7 separate regions of the Mus musculus genome follow, and all the other regions are linked to region 4. Evidence: chromatin contacts called from public ChIA-PET, HiCAR-type and promoter capture Hi-C data. All regions are on one chromosome and are shown on one strand. The core of a region is the stretch at or near the end of the contact, and the rest is flanking DNA. Distances in the headings are between cores, read along the strand shown. Region 1 holds the start of Csrnp2 (cysteine-serine-rich nuclear protein 2). Region 2 holds the start of Tfcp2 (transcription factor CP2). Region 3 holds the start of Krt79 (keratin 79). Region 4 holds the start of Acvr1b (activin A receptor, type 1B). Region 5 has its middle 20 kb from the start of Krt8. Region 6 holds the start of Spryd3 (SPRY domain containing 3). Region 7 holds the start of 5330439K02Rik (a long non-coding RNA gene).

The links. Promoter capture Hi-C pulls out the DNA fragments that hold promoters and counts their contacts. ChIA-PET counts read pairs in DNA pulled down with a chosen protein or histone mark. HiCAR-type assays count read pairs that join an accessible place to other places.
Region 1: a promoter capture Hi-C map of the C10 cell line shows a contact between it and region 4, with 3 times the contacts expected there. The contact joins the promoter of Csrnp2 here to the promoter of Acvr1b in region 4. A contact is called at or near these places in 6 of 39 promoter capture datasets (the 3T3-L1 cell line, the C10 cell line, hippocampal neurons and 1 more).
Region 2: an RNA polymerase II ChIA-PET map of memory CD8 T cells shows a contact between it and region 4, with 10 read pairs. The contact joins the promoter of Tfcp2 here to the promoter of Acvr1b in region 4. A contact is called at or near these places in 2 of 39 promoter capture datasets (the 3T3-L1 cell line and hippocampal neurons) and 2 of 115 datasets of contacts at active chromatin or transcription factors (memory CD8 T cells and microglia).
Region 3: a contact with region 4 is called in a promoter capture Hi-C map of hippocampal neurons, with 4 times the contacts expected there. The contact joins the promoter of Krt79 here to the promoter of Acvr1b in region 4. A contact is called at or near these places in 5 of 39 promoter capture datasets (the 3T3-L1 cell line, 3T3-L1-derived adipocytes, hippocampal neurons and 2 more) and 1 of 115 datasets of contacts at active chromatin or transcription factors (pancreatic cancer cells).
Region 5: a promoter capture Hi-C map of pre-B cells shows a contact between it and region 4, with 5 times the contacts expected there. The contact joins the enhancer-like site here to the promoter of Acvr1b in region 4. A contact is called at or near these places in 14 of 39 promoter capture datasets (the 3T3-L1 cell line, 3T3-L1-derived adipocytes, the C10 cell line and 9 more) and 6 of 115 datasets of contacts at active chromatin or transcription factors (the NIH/3T3 cell line, astrocytes, bone marrow-derived macrophages and 3 more).
Region 6: a HiCAR-type map of astrocytes shows a contact between it and region 4, with 3 times the contacts expected there. The contact joins the promoter of Spryd3 here to the promoter of Acvr1b in region 4. A contact is called at or near these places in 2 of 115 datasets of contacts at active chromatin or transcription factors (astrocytes and bone marrow-derived macrophages) and 1 of 9 other capture datasets (liver).
Region 7: a promoter capture Hi-C map of pre-B cells shows a contact between it and region 4, with 2.7 times the contacts expected there. The contact joins the promoter of 5330439K02Rik here to the promoter of Acvr1b in region 4. A contact is called at or near these places in 6 of 39 promoter capture datasets (the 3T3-L1 cell line, 3T3-L1-derived adipocytes, hippocampal neurons and 2 more), 1 of 115 datasets of contacts at active chromatin or transcription factors (embryonic stem cells) and 1 of 9 other capture datasets (adipose tissue).

What each region holds. Positions count from the first base shown.
Region 1 is chr15:100,493,982-100,496,681 of GRCm38.p6, reverse strand. Csrnp2 (cysteine-serine-rich nuclear protein 2) reads left to right here and starts at 1,443. Exons shown (of 5, transcript NM_153407.2): 1 at 1,443-1,648.
Region 2 is chr15:100,550,722-100,553,421 of GRCm38.p6, reverse strand. It overlaps Tfcp2 (transcription factor CP2), which reads left to right and starts at 1,414. Exons shown (of 16, transcript NM_033476.3): 1 at 1,414-1,512; 2 at 1,941-2,097. The coding sequence starts at 1,976.
Region 3 is chr15:101,939,067-101,941,766 of GRCm38.p6, reverse strand. It overlaps Krt79 (keratin 79), which reads left to right and starts at 1,443. Exons shown (of 9, transcript NM_146063.1): 1 at 1,443-2,020. The coding sequence starts at 1,553.
Region 4 is chr15:101,172,675-101,175,374 of GRCm38.p6, reverse strand. It overlaps Acvr1b (activin A receptor, type 1B), which reads right to left and starts at 1,303. Exons shown (of 9, transcript NM_007395.4): 1 at 1,140-1,303. The coding sequence starts at 1,230.
Region 5 is chr15:101,982,990-101,985,830 of GRCm38.p6, reverse strand. It overlaps a transcript of Krt78 not described here. Among named protein-coding and RNA genes, the nearest start is that of Krt8, 20 kb to the left of the region's middle. Within about 2 kb of position 1,415, at least 318 of the 459 cell types and tissues checked have an H3K27ac peak or open chromatin away from gene starts, as enhancers often do. A contact at or near this core is called in 3T3-L1-derived adipocytes, the HPC-7 cell line, the NIH/3T3 cell line and 8 more, where this site is marked.
Region 6 is chr15:102,134,766-102,137,547 of GRCm38.p6, reverse strand. Spryd3 (SPRY domain containing 3) reads left to right here and starts at 1,333. Exons shown (of 11, transcript NM_001033277.3): 1 at 1,333-1,412. The coding sequence starts at 1,390.
Region 7 is chr15:100,467,077-100,469,776 of GRCm38.p6, reverse strand. 5330439K02Rik (a long non-coding RNA gene) reads left to right here and starts at 1,410. Exons shown (of 3, transcript XR_001781773.2): 1 at 1,410-1,476. It overlaps Letmd1 (LETM1 domain containing 1), which reads right to left and starts at 766. Exons shown (of 9, transcript NM_134093.3): 1 at 532-766; 2 at 1-92. The coding sequence starts at 653.

The DNA.
Region 1 (2,700 bases), core at 194-2,693, 680 kb after region 4:
ATATTTTCCTGGTCATATGCAAAAATGTACTGGGATTTAGAACTTATGGCGCTTTTTTCATGAAAAGATTTGAATAGCACACACACACACACACACACACACACACACACCCTACATAAAGTTTAATCCTGTCGTGCATCCACCTAGCCAATAAATACTCACTGTGCTCCTAAATGTCAAATAACCAGATTTTAAAAACCTGGTATTGAGAATACAATAAATAAACAACTCTTCAATTCAAGTTCCATGGAATCCAGTCAAGACAGAAGACTAAAAAACAACAAATACAAGTGGTAGTGATGCCAAGGAAATAAAGAGACCAAAAGAAGCAGTTATTTCAAATCATGGCTCTCATTCCAGTACTTAAGAAGCTAAAGCAGGCTTTTAAAATGGGAGGCAGGCAGATCTTGGGGTTCAAGGCCAGCCTGGTCTACAGAGGGAGTTCCAGGACAGCCAACGCCACAGAGAAACCCTGTCTCAAATAAACAAATTCAAAACCATCTTGAGCTAAAAAGACCCTGTTCAAAACCAAACGGTGTGTGTGTGTGTGTGTGTGTGTGTGTGTGTGTATGTGTGTGTGTGTGTAATGTATTACCTCTCTAATATGAAGACCTGAATAGTTACTAACTGAACCAACGTATGGCTGGTTGGCATAAGATTGTAAAGGTAAGCCGGGCGTGGTGGCACACGCCTTTAATCCCAGCACTTGGGAGGCAGAGGCAGGCAGATTTCTGAGTTTGAGGCCAGCCTTGTCTACAAAGTGAGTTCCAGGACAGCCAGAGCTATAACTTTTTGGTCCATATTTTGCCCACTTTAAAGATGAACTGCAAAACTGTGATTATCAGAGACAATAATTAAAAAAAGAAAAGAAAAGAAAAATTTAAGAATGTGAAGAAATCAGCCCGTATAGTGGCGCACGCCGTTATCCAGCATTCAGGACGCAGAGGCAGGTGGATCTCTTCAGTTCGAGGCCAGCCTGGAATAGTGTGAGTTCCAGGGCAGCCAGAGCCATGTAGAGAGACCCCGTTTGGGGTGGGAAAAATGTTGAAATCGATCCATCATATAAATAGATAGGTCATTGCTCATAATTTCTCTTATAAATTAGGCCAGCTGCAGCAAGTCATATGGGACAACCCCGTGAGAATCACGTTCCCCAGGCATGGGGTGAGGTTCTGGTGCGAGGAAGTGTAGCCGAGGATCCGCAGCCTCCCGCTTCAAGGCGGGCAACTGCCCTACAGGCGCTCTCCGGGGTCCGCCGCGAATGTTCCAGGGTGGGCGAGGGCTTTTGGGCACTGGCCGCCTCCAACTCCCGGCATGCCTTGGGTGTGGGCCAAGTGTAGACTCCATTTCCCAGGCTGCCCCGGGCCTCGGCCGCGACGCGCCGGCGCCTATAAGAGGCAGAGCGCTGCAGCCGGAGCCTATTGTTAGCCGGAGCCGGGACGGTTCTGGTCTTCGCTGCCCGGGGAGCCAGAGTGCAGAGCCGCCCGACCCCCGCCGCCTGCCGGCCGGCCCACACACCCTGCAGCCCCGAGAGCCACGCGACGGGCCTGGGAGCCGGCACGCCTCGGTCTCCCCTCCTTGCACACGGGCTGAGTAGGCAGCGGGGGCGGCGGAGACCGTGACGGGAGAAGCGGCTGCGGCGGGGCCGGTAATGGGCCTGGGGTGCGGGGAGGAGGGGTCCGCCTCGTCCTTGCCTGGCAGCAGTTCTCGGGCAGCCGTGGAGCAGCGCTCCGGCGCCGAGCTGTGCGGACTAAGGAGGCGGGGGGCGGGGAGCCGAGGCGCCTCTGGGAAGAGGCGTGAGAGCTAGGGGCGCCGGGGACGCGGGTCGGGCTGCAGGCTAGCTCGAGGGATGGATGGGCGGCTTGGAAGCCGGCTGGATTGCGGCTGACGGCTGAGTTCGGAATGGAGTGGGCAGTGATGTAGGATGGAGGGAAGTGAAGGAAGGGGAGGGGGCCTGGAGGAAAATGTGGGAGGAGTGGTTGGGAATTTGTGAGTAGCAGGCAGGAGGATGTGGAAGGCTGTGGGGACTGCAGAAGATGGAAATGAGCGGGAAGGTTAGCGGGAATCCATGGGTTGAGAGCGGAAGGGTTCTTCAGCGGTGCTGAGGGGAACTGGTGACTTGGCATGTCCCTTCTGCTCTGATTCCCGATGTCTCCCATTTTTTCTGGCGTTGTGTGCAAAAATGAGAGCATCACTTGTCCCGGGTGCTAGCTTGATCCTTTTCGCAGGCCTAAACACGCAGCCGCCTGCCATCCATCCTTTGAGTGCTATGGTCTTGATTCACCCTTTTAGAAGGGTTGAGAGTGACAGTGTGACACAGAAACCATTCTTCAGTATGAAAGGTTAGAAGTTATCCCCAAGAGATGACACTGTTCCCCGTGTCCTCCAGTTTTCGTGGTTAGAACCCCAGCCGATTCACATTCTCCTTTTCTTTGGTGGCTTTAAATTTTACAGATATCCAAAACCAGGGTGTTGGTGTGTGGGAGAGTTATAAATGGCGATATCCTTCCGAGGAGAGTTAATGCGGCATCATGTTCCAGGTCTCTCACAAAGCTCTGTGTCTTCTAGGATGTGGCTTTAATGTAGGAAGCCGAATTCTAACCTAAACGGGGACAACCTGGGGAGTAGAGGAGGGAAGGGGCCTTCTTTAAATACCTAGCTTAAGGAGGAGGTTTACACCGAGTGTCTTCCCACTTCCAC
Region 2 (2,700 bases), core at 165-2,664, 620 kb after region 4:
AAGCCACCATACCAAGTCATTTCCCTATCTCTCCTGAGGTAGAAACTCAGTGGGAGAAGTAGTTATATACAAATCTAAGTCAAAGCAGACTATAAGGATATTGTGTTGGCATACAGAACGAAGCACACTTCCACAGACAGGGGATGTCTTTGGCCGGCAGAGGCATGTTTATCATGACAATTTAGTTCTAGCCTTACCTTTCTGTTTGGTAAAATAAGTGACATTTACCTTTAGAATTTTTTTTTTTTTAAGATGGGAGGCAGAGGCAGGCAGATCTTTTGACTTCAAGGCCAGTCTGGTGACCTAAGGACCCTAGTGGTATACAGAGTTCCAAGACAGCCCAGGCGACAAAAAGAACCCTGTCTCAACAAACGAGCAAACAATGACTAGAGATGCTAGGTAGACCTGGCTGTTATGGAAATTGCTATGTAGTCTAGACTGTTCTTGAACTTGTGGAGATCCTTCTGCCTCAGCCTACTGAGTGCTAGGTTTTTAGGAACACACAATGCCCTTTTAGGAAGGGATTACAACCCTGTCTTGAGGACTTCTGCAATACTGTTCATAGCATACAGGTATTTTGCCCGTGCTTAATTTTAAAAATGGCCGTAATTAATCCTCAGGAGCAAGGTGGAGGAGGTATGATTTCACCTCCTGCTCCAGGGTCTTCATTATCTAGCCCTGGCTCACCTGGAAATCAGATCTGCCTGCCTCTGTCTCTGGAGTGCTGGGATCAAAGGCATGAACCACTATGCCTGGCTATGGTTGTTCTTGATTTACAGTTTAGTAAATTCAATCTCTTGGAGAATACTCTTAAGTTATCATACTATAAATAAAGATGCCAGCTCTGACTTTGCTCTGCAGATTTTTCCCCAACACTCATTCATCATTGCCTAAAACAAACAAAAACAAAACATCAAAGAACCAACCAAACAGAAACAAAACAACAAGCAAGGTGTAGTGTGCACGCTTTTGATCCTAGCACTCAGGCTGGGGGTGTGGATCTCTCAGTTCTGGGTCAGCTAAAGTTACCTAAAGACCCCGTCTGAACATCAACAAAAACCCCAATAGTTTTCCCTGTTTCCTGCGCGAATGCCTTAGGGAGAAGGGTGAAGATAAGGGAAGGCAAATGGGGAGAGTTTAGGACTGGACACACGGGAACGAAAGTCCCTCCGGGAATGGGAGCGGGAAGCGGAAAGATAGAACCGCAGTTCTGCTCTACTGTCAGGACCGAGAGCCTGCGACCCGGGTTCACGCCTAAGCACTGAGCCCGCCCACTACTCCGGGGGCGGAAGCCTTCGCGTCGATAGCCTATCACCGCTGCGAAGACAGAACCAGTCTCTTCTTCATTGGTAGATGGATGGTGACGTTGCGCCATGGCCGTAGCGGACGTCCTGATTGGTTGGCGCTGGGGGCGGGTTTGCGCTTCGAGTCTGCGCCGAACTTTCGCTGTCCACGCTTCCAGGCGGTCGTGGTGGCTAAGGAGGGTGTGGGGACGGCTCGGAGGAACCCTGGGTTTGTGCTGAGAGCGGAGTGGGGGGGCGGGGAGAAGAATCGGTGACCGGAAGTTATCTGGTTGACCGGAAGCGAGGCCTGAGGGAAAGTGCGGATGCCCGGAGGGAGGAGCTTTCCACCTAGGGGGGCGGAGGGGACGCTCGGAGCGCCCGGTGTCCTGCGCGTCTCCGCTTTGAGGCTGAGCGGAGGACGCCGAGCGACCGACCGGTGGGCTTCAGAGAGCCCGAGTCCGGCTGAGCTCCGGCGGGACCTGGTGCCTCACGATCCCGAGAGCCGAACGGGAGGGATTCCTGTCACCGGGGCTCCCGAGGAGTAGCCAGGGTGCAGCCCGTAGGTCAGGCTTGGGGCGCTGCGCGAGGAGCTGGGTTTGTAGCTGACTTCCACTGTGCTGTCTGCCGGGTAGAGTTACGCTCCGCGCCTTTGTACAGGAGCCGGCGCCTGTTGGGGCAAGGAAGGAGCCGGGATGGCCTGGGCTCTGAAGCTGCCGCTAGCCGACGAAGTGATCGAGTCGGGGCTTGTGCAGGACTTTGATGCTAGCCTGTCCGGCATTGGCCAGGAACTGGGTGCTGGTGCTTATAGTATGAGGTGAGTGAGATGCCTCCCAGACCTTACCTTCTTAATAACAAAGGCAGGATCTTGAAAGGTGGGAGGGCGGCTGTACAGTTTAAGAGAACAGCCTGCAGCTTGGTGGGCAGATTACCCCCCCCCTTACACCTCCCTACCTCCCCCATCCTCTGGTTTGAGTAGTAGTGGTATGGGAGGACAGGAAAGACTCTAGAGTCAACTCTGTAGGGCCCTTGCATCCAGATGGTGTAGGAGACTTGGACACTGACTGTATGCTTGGGTATGTCTGGATTCACGTGAAGAAGGGGCAGTTGAGGGATATCTAAAGAAGTCCGGCAGCTGGGAACTGAGGTTCAAGGTTGACGACTTGTTGGGAAGAGATGGGATACCTTGGACAAGAAGTCCACAGACAGCTGTCTCTTACAACAGACTTGTTTTAAGGTTTTCTTCCAGGGTTCCTGTCTTTGGAAACTTGAGCTGAGAATGTCTAAAAAGTGACAAAGAGGCGCACGCCTTTGATCCCAGCACTCGGGAGGCAGAGGCAGGCGGATTTCTGAGTTCGAGGCCAGCCTGGTCTACAGAGTGAGTTCCAGGACAGCCAGGACTACACAGAGAAACCCTGTC
Region 3 (2,700 bases), core at 194-2,693, 770 kb before region 4:
AGTCTTGGTGGCATTAAGGGGCTACTTCTGTGGCTCTTTGCGACTGCTAGGAGCTGGGTTCAATGCTTCAAGTGAACAGGAGCCTCTTGAATATCCCAGTGGCCCCAGGGAAAGATTCCCAGCTTCCTTTGGAGCCTAGAAGCCACCATCCTCACCGGGGTCTTCTGCATCTCTTTTGGGATCCGAGCTTTAGCCTGGCAGAGCCAACACTGCTCCATCTTTGCCTCAACCCAGTCTCTGCCCCTTTGCCCTCTGCTTGCTGAATGATGGAGAGGCGAGGGGGTGTGGGGAGCAGTCTCAAGGTCTTCTCCCACTATCTGTGATCCTGTACCTGAAGTCTCTCCAGCTCTGCTTGGGCTGTGCTTGGTTCTAGAAGCCTGACTGGGAAGAGAGTGGAGGCCGGTGTGAAGTGATCAGGAGTGTCCTGTTCTTCTGAATTGAGCAGGTGGAGTCCTTGTGGTCAGGAAAGGAGAAGGTTATGGGGGTACAGCATGAGACACTTGGGGCTTCTTGGATACATGTGCATTTTCAGTATTCCAAAATGTCTGGGCCCCACTGGGAAAGGTCCACCAAGGAAGAGCTTAGGGGTGGCCACAGTTCCAGCCCCAGGAAAAGCAGTTGGGTTCCTAAGCTTTGACACCCTGCCTGTGGTGACAGGGCATTCCTTTTCTTTCTTTGTCCTTTTATTTATTCATTTTTTTTGGTTTTGAGGCTGGGTGACCTTGAACTTTTGACCCTCCCACCTTCACCCCTAGGGTGCTGGGATATAGGTGTGCTCTGCTATGTCTAGTTAGAGTCAAAGCCATCCAGCCCACATTGTGTGCTCAGCCAGGCCTATGGCTGGGCAGGGACCCTCCTTTCTTCCTTGGATCCTCTTTACCCCACACAGGGTTCCCACCCAGCAGACACCTGCCAGTGTAGACAGAAGAGTAGCTGCTCCACCCCTGCACTGTCACCTGTGCCCCCCACGCTGGACCTGCCAAGAGACAGGAGGCTGTGGGCTGGGAGGGTGGGACTGGAGCAGGCCTGGGCACCCTCTCTACAACCCGTTGCCCAATGCACCTTCCCTTGCCACCTGCACAGCACTGGGCCCTGGGGCCTTGGCTTACCACAAGGCCCTGGGACAAACCCCACAAAACAGAGCCCCATTGACAGCAGGCCATCAGGGCTGCGTAGGAGGAGACCAAGCCAGCCACTGGGTGGTGAGGGTAGCTGTAGGAGCCCTATCATCCTGTTCCAAGTGAGGAGGGCTTACGGGGTGGGGTGGGGTGGGAGTGGGGGGAGTGGGGGTGGGGTGCTTCCCATCTCAAGTAGTCTCTGCTCAGGAGCAGCACTTCAGTCTCAGTGATGGCTGGGCGAGGCCCTCCCACATCCTGGGGGAGAGGAGATTCCCCCCCCCCCCGGCCCCTCCCTCTCACCTGTGGTAATCACAGCTGGAGTGCATGGAACCCAGGGCCAGCCCAGCTGGGAAAAGATAAAAAGGTGTTTGGTGGCTCAGTAGCTCACTCCGGCTGATTCCCTCCTGCTCTCAGCTGCTTTCTCGCTGACAATCATGCGGTCCTCTTTGTCCAGGCAGACTTTCTCCACTAAAGGAGGCTTCAGCTCTAACTCAGCCAGCGGAGGTGGTGGGAGTCGGATGCGAACCAGCTACAGCTCAGTGACTATGTCCAGGGGGAGCGGCGGTGGCGGTGGGGTCCGCTCTGGGTCCAGCTCCGGGGGCTTTGGCAGCCGGAGCCTCTACAACTTGGGAGGCAAGAATATCTCCGTCAGCATGGCTTGTGGGGCCTCCTCTGGCCGGGCACTAGGAGGCTTTGGCAGTGGGGCCTATGTGGGCCTAGGGGCTAGCAGGCAGACATTTGGGCCAGTCTGTCCTCCCGGGGGCATCCAGGAAGTCACTGTCAACCAGAGCCTGCTGACGCCTCTCAATGTGGAGATAGACCCCGAGATTCAGCGGGTGCGCACCCAGGAGCGCGAGCAGATCAAGACCCTCAACAACAAGTTTGCCTCCTTTATTGATAAGGTGGGTGGGCAAAACCGGGGTGAGGTGGAGTGGGGTGGAAGCTGAACCTCTAATGGGGGGTGGTCTGGGCAAAGGCAGTTTTTACCATGTGCTCTAGATGTGCAGGGTGGGGTGATGAACAGAGACGGTGGTTTCTGCCTGTCGGAGGTTGGGGCTAAAACCTGCTGGCCGGGGTTCCTTCTGTGAATGAGAGGCCCAGCCCACCTGTGTTGGAGCCTTTCCTATACCGCTAAGCATTAGCCTTACCCCATTATTAAAAGATGTGTGGTCCTCAGTGTTCCTGTCAGGGAGTTGGCCTTTGATGACTTGAGTCATTTTATAGCTGTGGGCAACAGTGCACGGCTCAGGAATTCCACAAACCATCCAAGGTTGAAGCCTTGGAATTCTGTCTGTCCTCTCCAGCTGAAGAAGCCTCGGGGTCAGGCACATTGAGAACCTGGAGGGCAAGAGGAAGCCCTTTGCCCTCCCTTGCCTGGTTCCCCCTTCCGGCTACCACGAGGAGGGTGGCCACCCTACAGTTTGAACACTCTGGGAGTGTTCTGGATCCCCGTCTCACCTACAGGGTGACTGGGATCACTCTGCTACCACCTCTCTCATTTCTTGCTCCATTCCTTCAGCACTGTGTACCTTGGCTCTGCGCCTAGGCTGCGAGATCAGGCTGAGGCATAACTCCATGATTT
Region 4 (2,700 bases), core at 54-2,553:
CCTTCTTCTGTAACCCCAATGCCAAAGCACATTTGAGAATACTACCAGATGAAATATTTTAGGGTTTCACCGGCTCTTCCCAGCCTCACAAGCCTCATAAACAACACAGCCGGTGTAGTGTCCCACAGAAACGTCTCCACCTCTGTACTGGGAAAGGTGGGGGTGGGCCTGGCCACACAAGGCCCTTAAGGCTGGAAGGTAAGGGGTGTGTGTGGAGGGTGGGTGCCGGGAGGAGGGACTGTGTGTCAAGGCAAAAGTACTGACCAAGGGCCAGGGAGACGGTCCAACCGTGGGGGTCTTTAAATAATTGGGGGTGGGGGGGTTGGAAGCAGTTTTCAGGATCTCACCTGAAAAGCATCCTCGGAGTGATTAACTGAATGGGCCCCCTGGGGCGGGGTGGGGGAGGTGAGGAGGCATGCAAACACACATACACCTAGATTCAGATTAACAGCTGGGGAACTAGGTTTTCACAGGGTTGGAATGGCTCTGAGGCCAATCTCCAAAAAGGTTTAGGGGCCTGCTCGCCCCATTTCCTCCAAACAGCGTCTACAGGCATGGATATCCGAGGTGGGTGGGAGGGGGGTGCCCTGCAGAACCCAAGGAGCTGAGCGAAAGAAGGGGGAATGTGACTCCGGTGCCTAGACCATCAGGGTGGCAGGGGAAAGAGGGTAGGGGCACCCCATGATGAAGGGAGGCTTAGAGACCCCTACCCTCCTAGCCTAGGGTACGCATAGGCTCTCGGCAACAGAACACATCGGAGAAACAAGCCCCCCATCGTCGAACCCCACAATCTTGGCGGGAGAAAAGGCGCCCCCAGGAGCATCTGCTGGCAGGGAATAACCCCCCTCGCACGGACGCGCTGAAGGGCAGGAGCCAGGGACCTCCACATCTCGAGGAAGCCTGGGGTGGGAGCGGAGGGTGCAGGAGGCGCGACCCCCTGGGCGCCCCGGTCGGGCTCCGTCTGGAAGAGCGCGCGGGTCCCCAAGGCTGACCCAGCGCCACCCCGGCCCTCCGCGCCCCCCGCCCGGCCATATTGCGCGGCTGGGGAGGGGGCGCGCCCGAGCCCCACGGCGAGCGCGAGGCCTCGCCTGGCCGTCTGTATCCCGCGCCCCCCCCCCCCATCCCCGCCCCGGACTCACCCTGGATCCCCCGGGGCCCGGACCCGCCGCTGCCGGCGAGCAGGAGGACAACAAGGGGGAAGAAGGAGGAGGCTCCGGCCGACTCCGCCATAGTAACCGCCGCCGCAGCCCAGCAGCGCCCAGCGCGCGCGCGCGCCCCCGGCGCCTCTCTCCCTCCCTCCCTCCCTCCTCCCGCCCGCCCGCGCGCGCCCGGCTCCTTCGCTCCGCGCCGGCACGTGAGCTCCCGGGAGCCGGTGCGGCCGCCGCCGCGCGCGCCCCCGAAGGGCGGGGCCGGGTGCGCGCGTGCGCCCGCCTTAAAGGGGAGGGTCCCTGTTAAAGGGGCGGAGGCTCTCGCCTCGGCCAACCTCGCGCACCCGTGCGGAGCTGAGCCGAAAGCGGGGGAGGCCGGGTCCGCCGACCGACAGTCTCCCTCCTCCCTCCGCGGAGTGGCCGCGCCGGCGCCCGTCCTCCTTCCTTCCCCCAGCCCCGACCCTCCGGCCCGTTGTGTCCCGCTGGGTTCGTCGCCAGAGTCTCCTGACCGGCGTCCCCTCGAGGCTCCCTCCCGCTGCAGCGAGCTGGACACAACTACCTGTGCGAGCGAGCGTCTGTGTTTTCGAAATGTAGCTAGGCTGGCACGGCTGACAGCCTTGGTGAGGGTGCTGGCCAGGTAGAACCATTTTGGGAAACAATGTGACAGCACCTATCAGACAGCTTCACAAAACGCATTGCATTTGCCCGGCATTTCCTCCTGTCTGTCTTCAGGAAATAATGAGGCTAAATATTTACGCAAAATGTTCCCTTGCTTATTTATCATTGGAAAAAGCTGGAAACTAGAGAAGCAATCATAGAAGCTTAGATAAACTGTGGCTCACTCATGTGAAGGAGCACTAGTGATTAAAAATCGGTTTACAAAAACTAATGGCGCGAGGAAATGTTACTCCATGTTAAATGAAAATGTAAACACCAACCTTTACAATAAATTTTTGTGGATGATATGTATGCATGTATGCGTAGGAGAAAAGGGAACGATATTACTCAATATTACTACTAAGGTTTTCAGTTTGTTTTTGAGACAGAGTCTTATTATGTTGTCCAGGCTGGCCTCAAACTCACTGAGAACTGCCTGTTTCTGCTTCTCAAGTGCTGGGTCTAAAGGTGTGTGTGCCACAGAGGCAGGCTGAAATAATTTTTTGTTTCTCCTTTAAGTATTCCAGTAACTTCTAAATAGTTTCCAGATAAACATTACTTTCAAACCTAGTAGGAAATACTTATAAAAGGCAAATGATCCCGTATCTTTCTGAAGAGCTCACAAGAGACTTTGGGATCTGTATTCTGCTTCTGATAACCAACTAGGAGAAAACAGGCAACATCTTAGCCTTTCAAAGTCATAGATAGTTTCATGTGTGAGACCAAGGGATAGAGAAGACCGTCAAGAAGGAGGGAGGGAGGAGAGGCAGGCAGATCTCTTGAGTTCTGGGACAGTGTGGTCTACAGAGTGAGTCCCAGAAGAGCCAGGACTACTCAGAGAAACCTGTCTCAAAAACAAACAAACAAACAAAAAACCCAAACCAACCAACAAACA
Region 5 (2,841 bases), core at 166-2,665, 810 kb before region 4:
AGCACTCAGGAGGCAGATGCAGGTGGATTTCTGTGAGTTGGAGACTACAGTGATTTCCAGGACAGCCAGAGATACACAGTGAGTCTCTCACAAAGTTCTACTGGTGGCTCTCATTTATGGCTTATTCTTCTGTCTGGCCAGTGTCCACCAGCATCTTTCAATGCTAAGGAGAGTGGGCAGCCACAGCCCTCGTTTTTTGTGGTCTTTCCTGGTTTCTGCCAAGGAATCTGGTTCCAGAGTGGCCACAAGTTTCAACTTTGCAGTAGAGACCTGAAATTTTATATGAAACCAGATTTCTATATTTATTTATTTAAAAATTATTTATTTTTATTTTATGTAAATTGGTGTTTTGCCTGCCTGTCTATGTGAGGTGTTGGATCTGCTGAAGCTGGACAGACAGTTGTGAGCTGCCATGTGGGGGCTGGGAATTGAACTCGGGTCTTCTGGAAGGGCAGCCAGTGCCCTCAACTCCGAGCATCTCTCCAGCCTGAAACCTGATTTTAAAATGCTAGCCACTAGTCCAAATATTTAAGGACTCCATCTTGGCCATCCTCGAATGGGTCACTAGAAACTGTTTCTGGAAATTGACTCTAAGCAGGGACACAGAGGCCAGAGGGACAAGCTTGCCTCGGTGACAGCTCTACAGGACCCTGAACAGGAACACACGGCAAAACCTGGCTCCTCTCTTTTTTTGAGAATCACTGCTGGTCTTGGGGCACAGTGCTTGGAGTGGGGTGGGTGGGTGAGGATTCAGGACACAGAAATGCAGCAGAGGGAGCCTGGGCTAGCTATTAAAAAAAAAAAAACCTCGGTGGTCTTTGTTTAGCGTTATACATAAACTGCACTAAAATGCCTTTCAGAAAGTTAAAGGTGTCACTGTCTTCAGACACACCAGAAGAGGGCATCAGATCCCATTACAGATGGCCGTGAGCCACCATGTGGTTGCTGGGAACTGAACTCCTGACCCCTGGAAGATCAGTCAGTGCTCTTAACCGCGGAGCCATCTCTCCAGCCCTATTTCTCCTTTCTTAATTCCAGAGAAAATCAGTTTTGTTCTAGGAATGCACGTTTTGGGGTTCTTAAATACTTCATTAGAGAGCCTTCTGCACAGGTTGACATCTGTATGAGAGAATCCAATGGCCAGACCTGTCTTCTGTCAAACCGATGGCTCCCAGGATGTGACCTATCTTCCAAGCTCTTGGATTTTCAACGTTTCCTCCCAGTCTGCTGCTCAGGGTGTCTAGATCCTGAAAGGCTGTGCGATGGAGGGACGTTTTTTTGAGTACACCGGAAGTACACCATCTTTCCACTAGAGGGCAGCAGAGGAGCACGGAGGAAACTGCTCTGAAACCCAGAGCCAAGCTTGCCAGCCACGTGCAGCTCCCATTCCATGAGCGAGATCGGGGCGGGTCCTGGTCACAGCCTATCATTGGCTACAGAGGCATGTTTTGTGCTAATCAGGGGAAGCTCCTATTGTTTTGGGTAGGACGTGACGTGGTGAGTGACATTTGTGTGGATTTTAGTCTCTATCCACGGGAGTCCCACACCTTGCATTGTTGTAGTGTGGGTGGGAGGTGGAGCTGAATGCCAAGAGATGTGAGATGTCCTGGGCAGCCTTGTTTGTGAAGGAAAGTGTGCACTGCGGGTTTAAATACCAGAGGAGAGGCACCAAGGGCTTGTAGCCACATTGCCTCACTTGCTAGCTGTTCCCCATCTGTCCAGCAGGAGGCAGCACCTAGCTCCTGGAGCCAAGCAACATTTTTAGAGCCTTCGGAGGCTGAGGCTGGAGGTCCATGCCTCCTAAGGCTGGCGGATGGAGAAGGAGGTAGACCAGGCTCCAGGGGGCACAAGCATGGCGGCATCAGAAGGGCACACCTGAGTTACTAGGGCTTAGTTGGCCTATGTGAGTCCCCAGATCACAGGTCCAGCTCCCTGTAGTCCTGGGGTCTCAGAGAGGACAGTTGGGGTCATGCCAGAGTGGACCTTAAATGTTTTGCTTCCCAGTTTAGTGTGTGTGACTCCGTTTTACTGAGTAGGAACACACAGGAAGCCACTAGCGTAAGGGCCTGCCTCACGTGACTGGAGACCACGTATGCAGCCATTCCTTTCTCTCTGCTGCCAAAAGCAGCCGGGCTCCTGTCAGGATCCTCGAAGGAACCACGCACTATCTGCTCTTTGCGGCTGTGTATGCCTGACCCCAAATACACTTCCAATGCCTTGCCTGTCCATTCGGTGGGCACTTGGTCTCTTAGTTCAGAGATGACCCTCTCTGTAAGTCTTATGGCCCTGGAGGCTGTGCCTGCATTTCCTGTATCTACCACAAGGCTCTCATCCCTTAACTCACACGGAGCTAGGACAGGACCTGTGTGAGGGGAGGGGTGCTTGGCAGGAGAGAGGTGGTCTTGAACACCTGCTGTCTAAATGGAAGCATCTCCTTTGCCCTCTGGAGCTACAGCCTTCCCATCCAGGGAAGCTTGGCAGGGAGTGAACTTGTATGTGCACGTGCACGTGAGCGTGCGTGCGTGTATATGTGCGTGTGTGTGCACATATGTGTGTGTACGTGTGAGTGCGCATGTGCGTTTGCAAGTACGCATGTGCGTGTGTACGTGTGCGTGTGTGTACGCATGTGTGTGTGTGAGCACGTGTGTACGTGTGCTTGAGTACCACGTGCCTTTGGGACCAGAGGCAAGCTTTTGTAGAGGTTGTATGTGCACAGGTACAGACAGGTATAGGCAGGCACATACAGACATGCTCATATTGAATCAGAGAACAAAGGCAAACATATGAGAGAGACATTTGTTACTTGCACAGAGAGAAGCACTGCATAGGGCACAGAGCTTC
Region 6 (2,782 bases), core at 84-2,583, 960 kb before region 4:
TGGGGACAGTGGTCCCTACCAACTACCTTGTGTGTGCCTCAAAGGACAACAGAGAAATGCTGACTGTTTCTGGGGCTTCAGCCCAACTGGGGTCCACAGCTGATGGAACCTACTCGCATTACGGGTTGCCCACGTATTCATCCATACCCAGTCTCACATTTTGCCTCTGAAGGTGTTCAGCCCTGTGACCTGCAGCTATGGCTGCATCCCAGGCTGGAACCTTCAGCAGCTCCCCAGCTAGGTTTGTTCTCTGGCTGCAGTGACTTTGCACTCTATCAGCTCTTGTCTCTAGTAAGGCCTCTGAACTCTTGAATTATGCTGTGGCTTCTTTAACCCTTTTCTAGCCATGTTGTTAACCTACATAAGTACACACAGGATATGTAATCTGTGACCCAAGAGTTAGTAATTAATATTAAAGTAAAAGTTCATGTGTTTGGTAAGGGCCCATTATCAATGTAAATCAGGTCTAATTGGCAAATTGCCGCCAATGAAGCTGACATCGCTTGCTGATGTATTTGATACTCAATAAATTTAGATGTGGAAAGACACAAATATGTTCGTTTATGTTTCTGACACAGGATGAGTCTTTCTGGAAAGAATATTCAGTCTTAAGAGCAAAACGTTGAAGTCGTCCAAGAATCCCAATTCCTTCCAAGGACAATCATACCCTTTATAGGAGGTGCATGATAAAGATTAGTATCCTTTCCGGTACATTCTGACCCGAGCTAACTTTTCCTACCAAGCCCAAGCCCAAAGAGCACCCGGGTTTCATCCCACTGTGCCTTTTGCATATGTTCTCTCCTGTTCTGGAACGCCTGTCCTGGAATGAACGAACGTGGTGCAAAGGGGTGCTCCGGAGAGAAGAAAGCATGTGGTGCCAGCCGAGTGCTGCCGCTGTGGAGATCAGCCTCTGGCTTCTCACGCGTAAAATAGGAGATAACATTAAAAAAAAATCCCCCCCCCCATGCCGTTAAGTGGCTCAAAAGGACATTCCAGAGAGGTTTTTAGCATCACTTCTGGCTCTGGGAACACGAAGCTCGCGCACGGGCACAGGGACCTACTCCGCCCCAAGGGAGCCGCCCCTTGACCGCCTCCCTGAGCTCCAGGCGTCCGAGGTGGCGTCCGGGCAGCCACGTCGCCTCCCCCACCCTCCCGACACCAGGGTTCCTCAGACGCCGCCGAGTGTTAGGTACCCAGCTCACCGGGCCGCGCTCCGCACCGCCTGTGCCCTGCGATTGGCTGCTGAGGGCGCCCATCTTCAAGAAGCGCTGCGGATTGGTCAGATTTAGCGGTGGGGGCGGGCCTGACGGAGCAGAGGAAGGGCGGGGACCCGGATGTGTGTGGTGGCGGCGGCCGAAGAGCTACAACGCGGAGCTGAGAGGCCTATGGATGAGGAGGACGCGGCGGCCCCGGTAGGCGGGGATCGGGGGCGGGGTCCCGGAGGCCTCGGTCTCTGCAGATCTCGAGGCGGGGGTCCTGGGCGACGGCTGCGGCCTCAGGGCGGGGCCAGGGGCTCCGGTCACGGGCGTTCCTCTCGCCGCGCACCCTCCCCATTGCAGCCAGGGCCTGTGACGACGGGGCGTAGCCTCATTGACAGGTTAAGGCCGGGTGGTCCCGGGTGTCACCTGAGAGACCCCGCGGTCCTGAGGCCGTGCCCGGACCCAGTGCGGCGGCAGCTGCTTGGTGCTGAGGCTGTCAGGTTCTCGAAGATCCGATGCCTTCAGATCTGGGGCTCCGGCATCTACCTGGGTTCGAGTCCTGGCCCAGGGCCCTGGGGGATCCCAGTGCTGCGCCGCAGGTGTCTGCTCTTGTGGGGCATGTGCTGGTCTGTAGCTCCTGCAGAAGAGCCCCAATGTGCACATTGGGATCGAACTCAGCTTAGCCCAGGATTGCTAAGCACCTACTGTGTGTAGGGCACAGTGCCAGGTGTTTGGGAGGCAGGAAGAAAATATTTCTTCATGGTTTTCCCGCTTTTGGATCTCTGGAAGATTTTATTCATTCATTCATTTACTGGCCTTGCTGGTTGTCTAAATACCGAGAGAGTCCCATGTTTTTCTCCGGTACTGCTGCTGCTTTAGGGGCTGCGGCCCTCTGAATTCTGTTACAACTTGGAGTTAAGATCTGCTAAGTTGTTTTTTCTTTTGTTTGAGACAGGGCCTCACTGTGTAGCCCTGTCTACCCTGGCACACACTATGTAGAGCAGGCTGTTGAAGAATTCAGAAATCCGTTTACCTCTGCGGACTAAAAAGGGCTGGGGTTCTGGCAGAAGAGAAGGCTCAGTGAATTGAACAGCATGGGCTTCAGGCAGGGTGGGGGTACACACTTTAATCCTAGCACCCAGGAGGCAGAGGCAGGCCAGAGTTCAAGGCTAGTAAGTTGCAGGACAGCCAGAGGTACACAGAGAAACCCTGTCTCAGAAAAACAAACAAACAAAAAATTCATACCGTTTCTTGTTTACAATTCCCTAGAAGTTTTTCATTACCCTTGAAATAAAATTTAAAAGTCCTGACTGTGGATAGACTCTTGCTTTACCCTGTTCTTTTTGTTTTTTTAGACAGGGTTTCTCTGTCTAAACCTTGCTGTCTTCTGAAATTTGCTTTGAGACCAGGCTGGCTGCCTCTTAGTCATAGATAACCACCTGCCACTACCTCTGGAGTGTTGGCATTAAAGGCCTGTGCTTCCATATCTTGCCACCTTATTCTACTCTGGTTTTTTTTTTGTTGTTGTTGTTTTGTTTTTGTTTTTGGAGACAGGGTTTCTCTGTATAGCCTTGGCTGTCCTG
Region 7 (2,700 bases), core at 161-2,660, 710 kb after region 4:
GGTACGATCCGTTAATCGCTCTTGTCTTGGTCACCACGTAAGAAATCAAGTTCTTCACGTCCGCCTTCGGAGAAAGGTGAAGCTTTGAAGACCTACAACGAAGACCAAAGAGACTATCTGCGAAGGAGTAGAAGCCATTCGGTACGTAGGACCCCTCGGTAAACATACGGTTTCTGAGAGCGATTGCCAGAACTCTTCTGAAAACCCAAGCTCAGGGTTAGGGTTGGTATGAGAGGGGCAGATCATGCAGAAAGGTGTGAGCGTGGAGCGTGCGCAAAGCCTGCGGGGCCAGGAGAATGCAAGCTGAAGCCATGGAGAGATGGGAAGGGGAAGCTGAAAGATGAGCTCAGGATGTGCGGGGACAATCGGGTGGACACGGAGTACGGAGAGGGACAGGGACGGGCGTTCGGTGGGAATCCTGCATGGAAAAGCAAAACCCAGGGCCCAAGGCAGGGGATCCCGAGAGGCGGAGGCTGAGCCGCTGGAAGGGCTTCTACATCAAAAATGCTCTTCTTTCTCCAGGGCCCTCACCGAGGGGCTCGCCACGCAGGGCCAGAGCGGCCCAGCTGCAGCCTCCGGGTGACAAAGGGTCCAGGGGCGACAGTCGAACCCCACAGAGCAGCCCGAGCCCAGCACACCCTGGACAGCGCCATCTTCACAGCAGGGGAGGGAGCGCGGAGAGAGGTCGTCTCCGGGTCAGAGTGCGCCCCGCAGCACGCACGCGCCGCCCCTCCACGCCGACAGGCGGCTGCGAGCCGCCCCGCGCCCCCCGGGCGAGCCCGGGCGGGGACCCGGATTGGACGCGGCGACGCTTCCGCGCGCAGGACCGGAAGCGAGCCTCCCCGAGGGAGCGAGCGCCGGCCCAGCCTGAGGTCGCTATCGTGAGCCGAGGACGGCGTCTCCTTGAGGAACCCAGTGCCCTCGTCGGTCCCTGGGGGCTCGGGGCCGCGGGCGCTGCCCTTGACCTCTGTGGGAGCCCGGGGTCGTGGCCCCGATGGCGGCGGCGCGGGGTGGCGCTGCGCCCTCTAGTGGCGGCGGCCGGCAGGGCTCCGCCCTCCATCAATCTGGCGGCAGGTGTAGAACCCCTTTCCAACCCTCGCTTTCTGGTCCTCACGCGCCCTTGTCACGGAGTAGGTGCGCGGTGGATATTTTTTGGAGAAATGACTACTTGAAACTCGGAAGGGTTTCTAGGCGTCCAGCTGTCCGCGAGAGTCGACGGCCCTCTTGTGTCCATAGGCATTTTAACGGACGTGAAGCACGCTGAAGCCATGCGTCTGCAGTCAGGTTTAGTGTGGGGGACCTTGGACAGGTCACTTCGGTGAACTTCATGTGGGTTGTACCTGTGTTGCAGAATTCTGTGAAGATCGAAGGATGAAATGTTTGCATGTTTGCAAAAGCTCCCACGTCTGTAGAACATCTCCGTGTTTGGAGGGCTGGTGGTTTGAACAGTTGCAAAGCTGTTCTCTGCAAGAGGAGGTAGGTAGGTAGGATAGAAAATGACCAAAAGATGGGTTCTCTCGGTTCTCAGGTAGCTTCTAAGTCCCTCAACTACGGTGTCTCCGGCTCGCTAATAGAACTCCCAGGAGACACGAGCGCAGTCACAGACGGTTTTCTAACAGAAATGGAAAGGCACTGCCTGGGAGAACAAACTAAAGGGAGGGCATTTTGTGTAGTCCAGGGTGTGGGGGGGGGGGCGGGGGGGGGGAGGTCGTCCTGGGTAAAGTGCTGAGTAAGCTTAAGGACCTGAGTTCAATCCCTGACTCTAACGCCAAAAGCTGGGCACGGTGGTCTGTGCCTATGACCGCCTCCCCACCCCACCCCCAACACACCCACGTCCTGGCCTCTGTGCAGGGGAACCCGGAGCTTCTTTAGAGCTGAGACCCAGGCAGGAGGAGCCCTGGCACTTGCTAGCCAGCCAGTCTAGCCAAGTTAGCAAGTTACAGGGTTAGAGGGGACCCTGTCCAAAAAAAAAAAAAAAAGATATGTGCATATCCAACACCAGGCATGCGCAAACATGTACACAAACTACAAAAAGAAAAAATGTGATACGGATTCTACGGATTCATTTCCTCACATAGCTGCTGAGTATTTCTTCTTCCATTCCCCTTCCACTGACATACAGGTAACGAGTGTGTGTGCACACAAGCTCAGTCTCTGTCTGTCTCTCTCTGTCCAGCCCACAGTGCGTACATTTATAATCCCAGCACTGCAGTGGGGAAGGTGAGAGGTAGAAATAGGAAAATGTCCAGAATCTCGGAGGCCAGCTTGTCTGGAACGCCCTGCAGGGAAAAGAGACTGAGAAAAGACCCTTTCCCAAAGTGGCAGACAGGACAGACATCTCAGGTTGTCTTCTGACTGACGTGTGGCATTCATTATACATCCACTCGGACGAACCACACACGAATGCTCACATACATGCACAAAGATAAACATTTAAAAACAAACAGGACCGGAGCTCTTGACTCTAGCTGCATATGCATCAAAAGATGGCCTAGTCGGCCATCACTGGAAAGAGAGGCCCATTGGACACGCAAACTTTATATGCCCCAGTACAGGGGAACGCCAGGGCCATAAAAGGGGAGTGGGTGGGTAGGGGAGAGGGGGTGGGTGGCTATGGGGGACTTTTGGTATAGCATTGCAAATGTAAATGAGCGAAATACCTAATAAAAAATGGAAAAAAAAAAACAAACAGGAAATATA